Regions from separate parts of the Capsicum annuum genome. Here region 1 is linked to region 2. Evidence: chromatin contacts called from public Hi-C data. All regions are on one chromosome and are shown on one strand. The core of a region is the stretch at or near the end of the contact, and the rest is flanking DNA. Distances in the headings are between cores, read along the strand shown. Region 1 has its middle 51 kb from the start of LOC107867688. Region 2 holds the start of LOC107867689 (protein MITOFERRINLIKE 1, chloroplastic).

Evidence for each region. A called contact is a pair of places that touch in the nucleus more often than the background predicts.
Region 1: a contact with region 2 is called in a Hi-C map of leaf, with 3 times the contacts expected there. The contact joins the enhancer-like site here to the promoter of LOC107867689 in region 2. A contact is called at or near these places in 2 of 5 Hi-C or Micro-C datasets (leaf and placenta).

The regions. Positions count from the first base shown.
Region 1 is chr4:177,819,354-177,823,632 of UCD10Xv1.1, forward strand. It overlaps the pseudogene LOC107867687. Among protein-coding and RNA genes, the nearest start is that of LOC107867688, 51 kb to the left of the region's middle. Within about 2 kb of position 1,783, at least 4 of the 5 cell types and tissues checked have an H3K27ac peak or open chromatin away from gene starts, as enhancers often do. A contact at or near this core is called in leaf, where this site is marked.
Region 2 is chr4:177,745,537-177,749,871 of UCD10Xv1.1, forward strand. LOC107867689 (protein MITOFERRINLIKE 1, chloroplastic) reads right to left here and starts at 1,742. Exons shown (of 1, transcript XM_016714040.2): 1 at 259-1,742. The coding sequence starts at 1,681. The coding sequence ends at 449.

The DNA.
Region 1 (4,279 bases), core at 533-3,032, 74 kb after region 2:
GTTGTTTGGACATCAATTGATTAATTTTGGAGGGAAAAAATAAAATTTGAAATTAAGTTGAAAAGGAATATTTGAAAGTTGACGTTGCGTCTGAACATGAAAATTTGAGCCCCTAAAATTGAGATAATGAATCAATTTGATTAACTTATTTGAAATTGTAATCTCCAAATATTTAAATATTTGAAAAGAAGTATGCGTGGAATATACAATACTTAAAAATTTCTCAAATAGTGTAAATTATTCTAAACTCTTATTTTATATAGCTCTCTTAGAATTCAAATTTTCTAACCAAGCAAATTAATCTGTAACATAATTTTCTTTATCAAATGGTCTTTTACAAATTTTTATTCAATATTTCTTTCCTCTATTACCAACATTTTATCGGTTTAGGTTAACGTCTCGAACGTCATGTACTCATTAAAAAATGGAAGAAATTAGTGAATTATTTGACATAAAATTTTAAATCAAGCATTAGAGGCAATAATGTCAATATTCAATAGTCAATGTTCAATAGTAAGTAGTACTTAGTATTTTTGAATTAAGTTGACGGGAAGGGCGGCTTTTATTCACAAGTTTTAGAATATATCAACAACATTAAATTACATGGAAATCTTCCGTAAGAATTGTCTATTTCTTCATTAAATTATAATGGCGTACATATTTAATTTTATACAACAACAATAATAACATATCCTATATAATTTTACATGTGTAGTTTAGAAGCGTATGATTAATTTTACTTGGCCTTTATTGACTGAGCACACCCTTTAAGTAAATTTTAGTTCAAAATATATTTTACTAAATTAATCTTATTAATGATGCTTTGAAACTCTAAGTTTGACGATTATTACTTTATGTACAGCAATAACACAACACCCAGTATAATTTTATAAGTGGAGTTTAGGGATGATAAAAAGTATGTAAAAGTGTTTGTCCGAGTAAACTCTCTACCCAAAGAAATGTAATTAAAGTTGGAGCTAAAGGAAAATAACGATAATAAACTAAAAAGAAAGACGATATTACAAATAAAAGTTGTTTATGTACAAGTAATTCCAAAACATTTACCAAATGAAACTTTTTGTGGGTCTCGTGATCATAGAACGTAACTGGCCGACATCTTCTTCTTGATTTGGACATTTTCTCAAAATACCATAGACAAAAGAAATTTGTTTACTTAAGTTTCAATTAATTTACTACAAACAATTGAGGATTCTTCCTTCCAAAGTTGGGATTGTATACCTACTTTTTCTTTTCAAAATTTCCACTCAAAATAGTTGGTTCATACCAAATTGTTTATAAAATATTTTTTACTCTAGAGCCTGATTTTGAACTAAAAAAAAAAAGATTGAGGAAATTATGATCTCAAATATGTCCTCATATTCGTGTTGCTATTACATTATGTCATTAAGAACAAGGAAAATATTTAATATTAAATATTGTACTCGAGTGTACCATAGGTTCGGTGTTGTCAATGTTGAGCTAAATTAATCCGAATAAAAACACATTCGCCAAAAAACAATTTTAACATGATGTGAACTTATTAATCTTGAGCCAAATCTACGTAATTTGCTAAAAAGAAAGTTGTATGTATGGTTTAAAAATATTCTAATGGTAATGGTGTGAAATATTTTGAGAGAAAATTACATTTTTTAAAAAAAAAGGAAAAAAAAAAACAGAAAATAATCTCATATTCTGTACTAAGATTATATATATTTTTATCCCACAAATCAAACACCCCGAATATTTGGAGAGCGTGGAAAGAAAAACAAAAAAGATGAGAGTGATACGGATCATGGAGAAATTATTTGGAGGTTGGAAACATGTGTCTATTCTGGATTCTCATTAAAATGGTAGGATTATCCTAATATGGAGGCCTGACTATTATAAGGTGGAGTTGGTGCAACAATCAGCTCAAATGCTTACCTGCAAAGTGTGTTATATTCCCCACCAACTAGTGTTCATGCTATCTGTAGACTAGTATATGGCTATAACACTAGAGAAAGGGAGGAAGGAATTATGGGATGAGATGAAGAGGTTTAGTCCAACTTGTCACATTCCATGGCTGTTGTTAGGAGATTGTAATGCAGTTTTACATAGAACTGATAGAGATGGTGGTAACCCTGTGAAAAAATTCAGGAATGTGTAGATGATTGTGATTTAACTAAATTGCCATCAAGAGGACAGAAATACACCTGCAGTGATAGAAGTAGTGGAGACACAGAAATTATCCAAAAATTGACTGGATTTTTATGAATTCAGTTTGGTTAAATAGCATGTCTTCTTGTGGTGGTGAGTATCTACCCGAGGGAATTAGTGATCACTGCCAGCCAAGGGTGTATTTGCAGAATCAAGTTAGAAGGAATGGAAGAATATTTCAGTACCATATCTACACATCCCCAATTCACTAACATTATTCAATCTGGCTGGCTTAATAAAGAGGAGAGATGTAAGATGTGGAAGATAATAAGGAAATTAAAAAGATTGAAGTATGACTTTTAGAAACTGAATTCACCACTTTAGGAATATAGTGACTGATACTCAAGCTGATAGAGAAGCATTGGAGAAGGTGCAGAAGAACCTCCAAGATGATCTATCAAATATTGAACTATAGAAGAAAGAGAAACTTGCATATGACAGATAGATACACTTTATACATGGCAGAGCAGTTCTTACAGCAGCAAAGCAAAGTAACATGGTTGAAGTTGGAGATGATTGTACTAGATACTTCTTTGCTGTTATCAAACATAAAAGACTACAGCACGCTATAACATAAGTCAGGATGAGCAGGGCAACTGGCAATATTACCAGGCAGTCATAACTAACATCTTTGTTGATTTTTACAGGAAGTTACTTGGTGAAGAATCTGCAAACAGGAGAACAGTTTATGCCTACTTCTTTAGTAATTGTGCTTGGACTAAGGTGATCATTAATGCATTGACCAGTGGGCCAGAGTGTGAATTCCAGCCGGAGATGTGCAACAGGTTTTTAATAAAATCAGGAATAGGAATTGGAAGCAATTCAAAAAGTGGTAATCGCTGCACCATGGAGCTCTATGGTCACATGTATCAAGAGAAGCAGTGGAATACATATAGTGTAATTACACAGATCAAACAGAGTTTTAAAGTTAGGCTAGATATGTTAGACAAAGCAAAAAAGGAAGTAGGTGCAGCAGGTTCCTTCAAGCTTTTTTACTTATAATTAGTTGAATATTGAGGCCCACTTGCTTAACTTTCAAAAGAGAAGTCTTGGAGTAACTGGTAAAGTAGTTAACATATGACCATAAAGTTACGGATTCAATTCTTGAAAATATGCAAAGTAAGACTGCTCGCAATCCACCCTTGTGGTGGGGCCCTTCCTAGGATCCTACACATAGCGAGAGCTTTAGTGCACCAAGCTGTCCTTTATTTGCTTTAACTTTCAAGGTTGGTTAGCCGTAGGTGCTCTATAGGTATATGATTGTATTGTTAATGGTAATGTTTATATTTGTTACCGAAAAAAGAAAAAAAACTAAACTAATCACCTTAGCCTTTTGACACTTTAGTTCTTGAATCAGCATGCTACATAAAACTTAAACATTTTGCTATTGGAAGAAACAAAAGATGGTAGATGATTATTCAGATTTCAGGTTGCAACAAGATTAAACCAATTCTAAAGCTGAATTGTCTTTGGTAAAACTATCTTGAGAACACAAGACTATGCGACGTGATTTCACTATGCTAAAATCAACCTAGTGTAATACTGGGATATTTCAAACAACAGTACATATATCCATATAAGCAGAAGAACGGATAAAAAATGAAGAGAGCTCAAAAATAATATCTCGGACCTCGCAGAAGCCAGTTCATAAAGCTTCTCTTTAATACAAAACTGCATCAGTTAACAACAGGAGGATCTCTGTACATCAGAAAGTTGCTCCAGCATTGCTTGAATATGCCTAGACATTCCACTTCCCTGCATTAAAGATATGTGTTTGGCATACCAATATGTTTGAAGCATATAGTTTGAACATCAAACCTTCACTGAACTTATTCATCATCGATGAATTTGAATCAGCTGACATCCTAACATCGTCTGCAACAGTTGTGTCCTGCATGAACATCAGATGACATTATTTGCAAAGAGGGAGATTATCCTTACCGCATTGAGATCCAATCACTAGGATTGTTAATAAGGATTTTGAAGTTTTGAGTCTAGGGGAACACTTCACTATATATTAATATGTTGGAACCCCCCTTTTAATACAATAACATAATGATTGATAAAGAGCAGCTTCTGCTAT
Region 2 (4,335 bases), core at 492-2,991:
GTCATTAAACTTTAGTGCACCGGACTACCCTGCCCAATTCAACACTATTCTTATACACCTTAAACTACCAAAAGACCCATAAGGTGTCATACATAATTAGAAGACAAACAGTTATTTGTTTTTTGAAATAAATGGATTATATAAGATCCAAGTAAAAGCTTTGCTGCCTCCAACCATAGTTCTCTAAACTACACTTCAAACCATTTAAGCTGTAAGGTAGTAATATAGCGCAAGAATAAAAGAGAAAAACACAGGAGGTGATCAACTATACATATCCGCCTAATATTAGCAAACAAATCCAGAGACATTCTTCTTCGCGAACTTGTACGGTCAAAGGTTTCAACTTGTGAAGACATTAATCTACAGAGATATGATTGGAAACAATAAGAAACAAGTGCACTTACAAAAGGTTTTAACAGATGTATTTAATAAACAGTACTCATACATTCTAACTGGCCTGGGCTGCCTCATCTGCAGGAACCAGATTCTTTAGCTCCTTATGCTTCAGATACTGATCCAAGATTGTAAGCCTAGCTGTCTCAAATGCAAAGTACCCCAGAGCTGAAAAGCAAGCACTATGAAGTACTCTAGGACCCATTCCCCGCGTAAAACCAACCCAACCTTCTTCTTTCAATATCTGTCTAACAGTAGCCGAGACGCCAGTAACCATTACAGCAGCAGCCTTATTAGCAGCTTCAGAATGCACCTGAGTCATCAACCTAGTCTTCACCACATCCAAAGGAGTTGTTAGTGAAGCTGATATAGCACCAGCCAATGCCCCACAACAAACACTCTGAAATGGCTCCAACCTTTCCTTCTTCACACTACTCAATACCGCAGCTTTCAAATACTCAAATGATGAATAACTCAAAACCCCAGCAGGCAAATTCCTCAACAATGTAGCACTATATCCAGCATACAACCCCAAAATCCCATCTTTTTCCAAGATTCTCATTAGGACCTGCCAAGACCTCCCTTTAGCCCCAGCCTGCATTCTCTGAGTAATCAATTCCTTCGGCACCATTATCGCAGACGACACAATATTCCCCATTGCACCAGCTGTAGGTGGAATAAGCACAGAAGGGTACCCTTCGAATTTCGACAAAATTGACTTACCAAACTCACAAGTCCCAAAATAAACAGCAGAAGAAGCAGTAGACCCGACAATAACCGCAGAAACACCACTGTAAAAACCAAGAATCCCTTTACTTTGAAAAGTCTTTACAAAAGCATCAACTGCCCCACTGTATATCTCAGATGCCCCTTTAGTTTGAAGCTTAGTTTTAATAGTGTCGAGTGGATGAAGACACACATAAGTAAATGCACCAGCAATGCCACCGCCAGCTGCACCAATAAGTGCTCTTTCAACAACAGAAAGATTCTTGAAAAGTACCTGAACTTTTGGTGAGTCTCTAGCAGCAGTTTTTACAAAACTGGAAGTGGGGTTGTTAATTTGTGCTTCAATTGATACAGAAGTTGAAGAAAACTTGAATTTCGGACTGAAATGACTGTTTCTTGATTTGGGATTTTTGTGTTTAGACAAAAGGCAAGTGTTGAGATTGTTGAAGAGGGAGTTGAATTCATTTTTGAGGTCATTCGGGTCTTGTAGGAGGAGGCTAAGGGAGTTGCCTTTTCGAGTTTCCATTGCTATTTTTCTCACAGATTTTTGGCTTTGGCGCATAGTTGTTGGAAGCAAGTGGAAGTGCGAAACTGCTGGGTAGGTAGGAGATGTGAGGTCGTTAGATGCAATGTGCTCTTTAGCTTTGGATGGGCTTTGGATACTTGGTTCAGCCCAATTACAAATTAATTAGGCCCAAATATACAGATACCCAATGTTGGATATTGGGTACGAGGAGGGGTAGATTGAAGAAACATTTGACAGAGATGATTATATTGGACATGACGCAAGTCTAGGTTATGGAGGACATGAACTTAAATAGGAGGGTGTGGAGGATGTATTAAAATACTAGAAGGATAGTAGGCAAGGGAATGTAGTCAGATAGTCTTGCTTTTTCGAGGGTAGACTTAGTAGTGTATGTCGTTGTACTGGTCGTATCCTTGTAGTTCTTGTTGTTGGGTTTAATTGGTGTGAATGAAAAATGGAGGGACACAATCCTTCGAGGAACAGACACACTGTTTCGAAAAAGGGGTGACTGTTCGGTCAGTTGTGACTGTTCAGAAAAGACATGTTGTTTCGGAATGGACAGACATGACTCTTCCGAAATGATACACCTTTTTGATGAACCATCTCCTTTCTGAAGAGGCACTTCATGGCTATATAAACCTGTATTTTTTCACAGATTTAGTATGAAAATTTCTGCATAAAAAAAAAATCTCTTGCTTCTAAAAACTCTGTGTGATCATCTCCCAATGAGTGAGTTCGATGAAAACCAGAAATTTTGAGGTACCACTACATTCTAGTTGTGAAGCCATTTTATCCTGGAAGAAAAATTCCACAACTTCGGGTACTTGAGGAAAATTATTTCCTTAAGGACACTCCGTGAATTCGGAAGACTAGACTTATTCTGCTTAATCTTTTTTCTTTAAAATAAAATAACACACTTCTTTGATAGTTCATAGTGAACTTGTGTTGAAGGTGTTGAAAAACTTCAAAAGTGTTCTTGATTTAATCTTGAACTTGTGTTGAAGTTTAGGGAACTAACATACAGATTGTGTACCCGAAACAACAATCTTAAGGAAAGAAATTCATAATCTGTATTGTTTGGTTACTGGAGATTAAAACTTTAAGATTTCTACTCCATTTGAACTTAACAAGTGATTTGAAGAAATAAAATCTTCATCACAAGTTAAAGGTCATTTGGTTAGCGATTGGAAGACATAAAAATTTTATCGTTAAACTAGAAATAAGTAGTGTTTATAAGTTGCTACGAACTTGTAATAACTATAAGTTTATACTAAAGGTGACTATCTTTTTGTGACAGAAAAAAAATGACTACAGACGATCATGTTAAAAGTTTGACAAGTGTGGCAGCAACAAGTGTTGCTATAACTAGTCGCACAAATGCGCCACCTGTTATGGCACTAACGGAAAAACCCAAAAAAATTTCTGGAGTTGATTTCAAGAGGTGGCAACAAAAGATGTTCTTCCATCTGACAACCTTATGTCTTCAAAGGTTTATTTCAGAAGATGCTCCAGAAGTTCCTGAAGGAACTTCAGACCAGGAGCAATTCGTTGTAATAGAGGCATGGAAACATTCTGATTTCCTATGTAGGAATTACATCCTGAGTGGCCTCCAAGATGACTTATACAACGTCTACAGCATAATGAAAACATCTACAGAATTGTGGAATGCGCTGGAAAAGAAATATAAGACCGAGGATGCAGGAACCAAGAAGTTCTATGTTGCACGATTCCTTAAGTACAAAATGATTAACAGCAAGACTGTCGTTTCTCAAGTACAAAAATTGCAAGTCATCATCCATGATCTCCTTGCGAAAGGTATGAATTTAATGGATACCTTATTTGAACAAGTTAAAAATGCTCTTAATGTTCACATAAACTGTGTTGCATTTGATTGTGAACGAGGCATTTTAAGTTGCTGCAATTATTGAGAAGTTGTCACTTGTGTGGAAGGACTTCAAGAATTACTTGAAACATAAATAAAAAGAGATGACAGTCGAAGACCTCATTGTGAGGTTTTATATTGAGGGAGATAATAAAGCCACAGAGAAAAGGTCTAAAGGAAATTCTGTAATGAATAAAACTAATATTGAAGAAGACGACCCCGACTACTAAAAAAAGCGGAAGAAAGCGGGACAACAAAGCAACCAGCCCAAGAAGAAATTCAAGAGGAAATTCTTTAATTGTGGCAAGATTAGCCACAAATCTACAGATTGTCATGCCCCAAAGTAAGGCAAAAATAAGGATCAATCAAATATGATTAAATCCAAGAACGAAATGGACGATCTATGTGCCATGCTTTTGGAATTTAACTTTGTTGGAAATCATCGAGAATGGTAGATGGATTCTGGTGCTACCCTCCACGTTTATGCAAATAAAGATTTATTTGTTGCGTTCACTCCGGCTTAAGGCAAAGAGAAAATTTATATGGCAAACTCCGCAACTGCAAAAGTTGAAGGGACAAGAAAAATATGCTTGAAAATGACTTCAGGCAAAGTGTTGACTCTCAACAATGTCCTGTATGTACCAGAGTTAAGAAAGAACTTGATTTCTGTATCACTTCTTGAAAAAAATGGATTCAAATGTATATGTATTTTCGGAAAATTGTAATTAGCAAAGGGGAAGTGTACGTAGGAAAAGACTATCTCATTGAGGATCTTTATAAGATGAATGTAATGACTGTTGAAATCAAT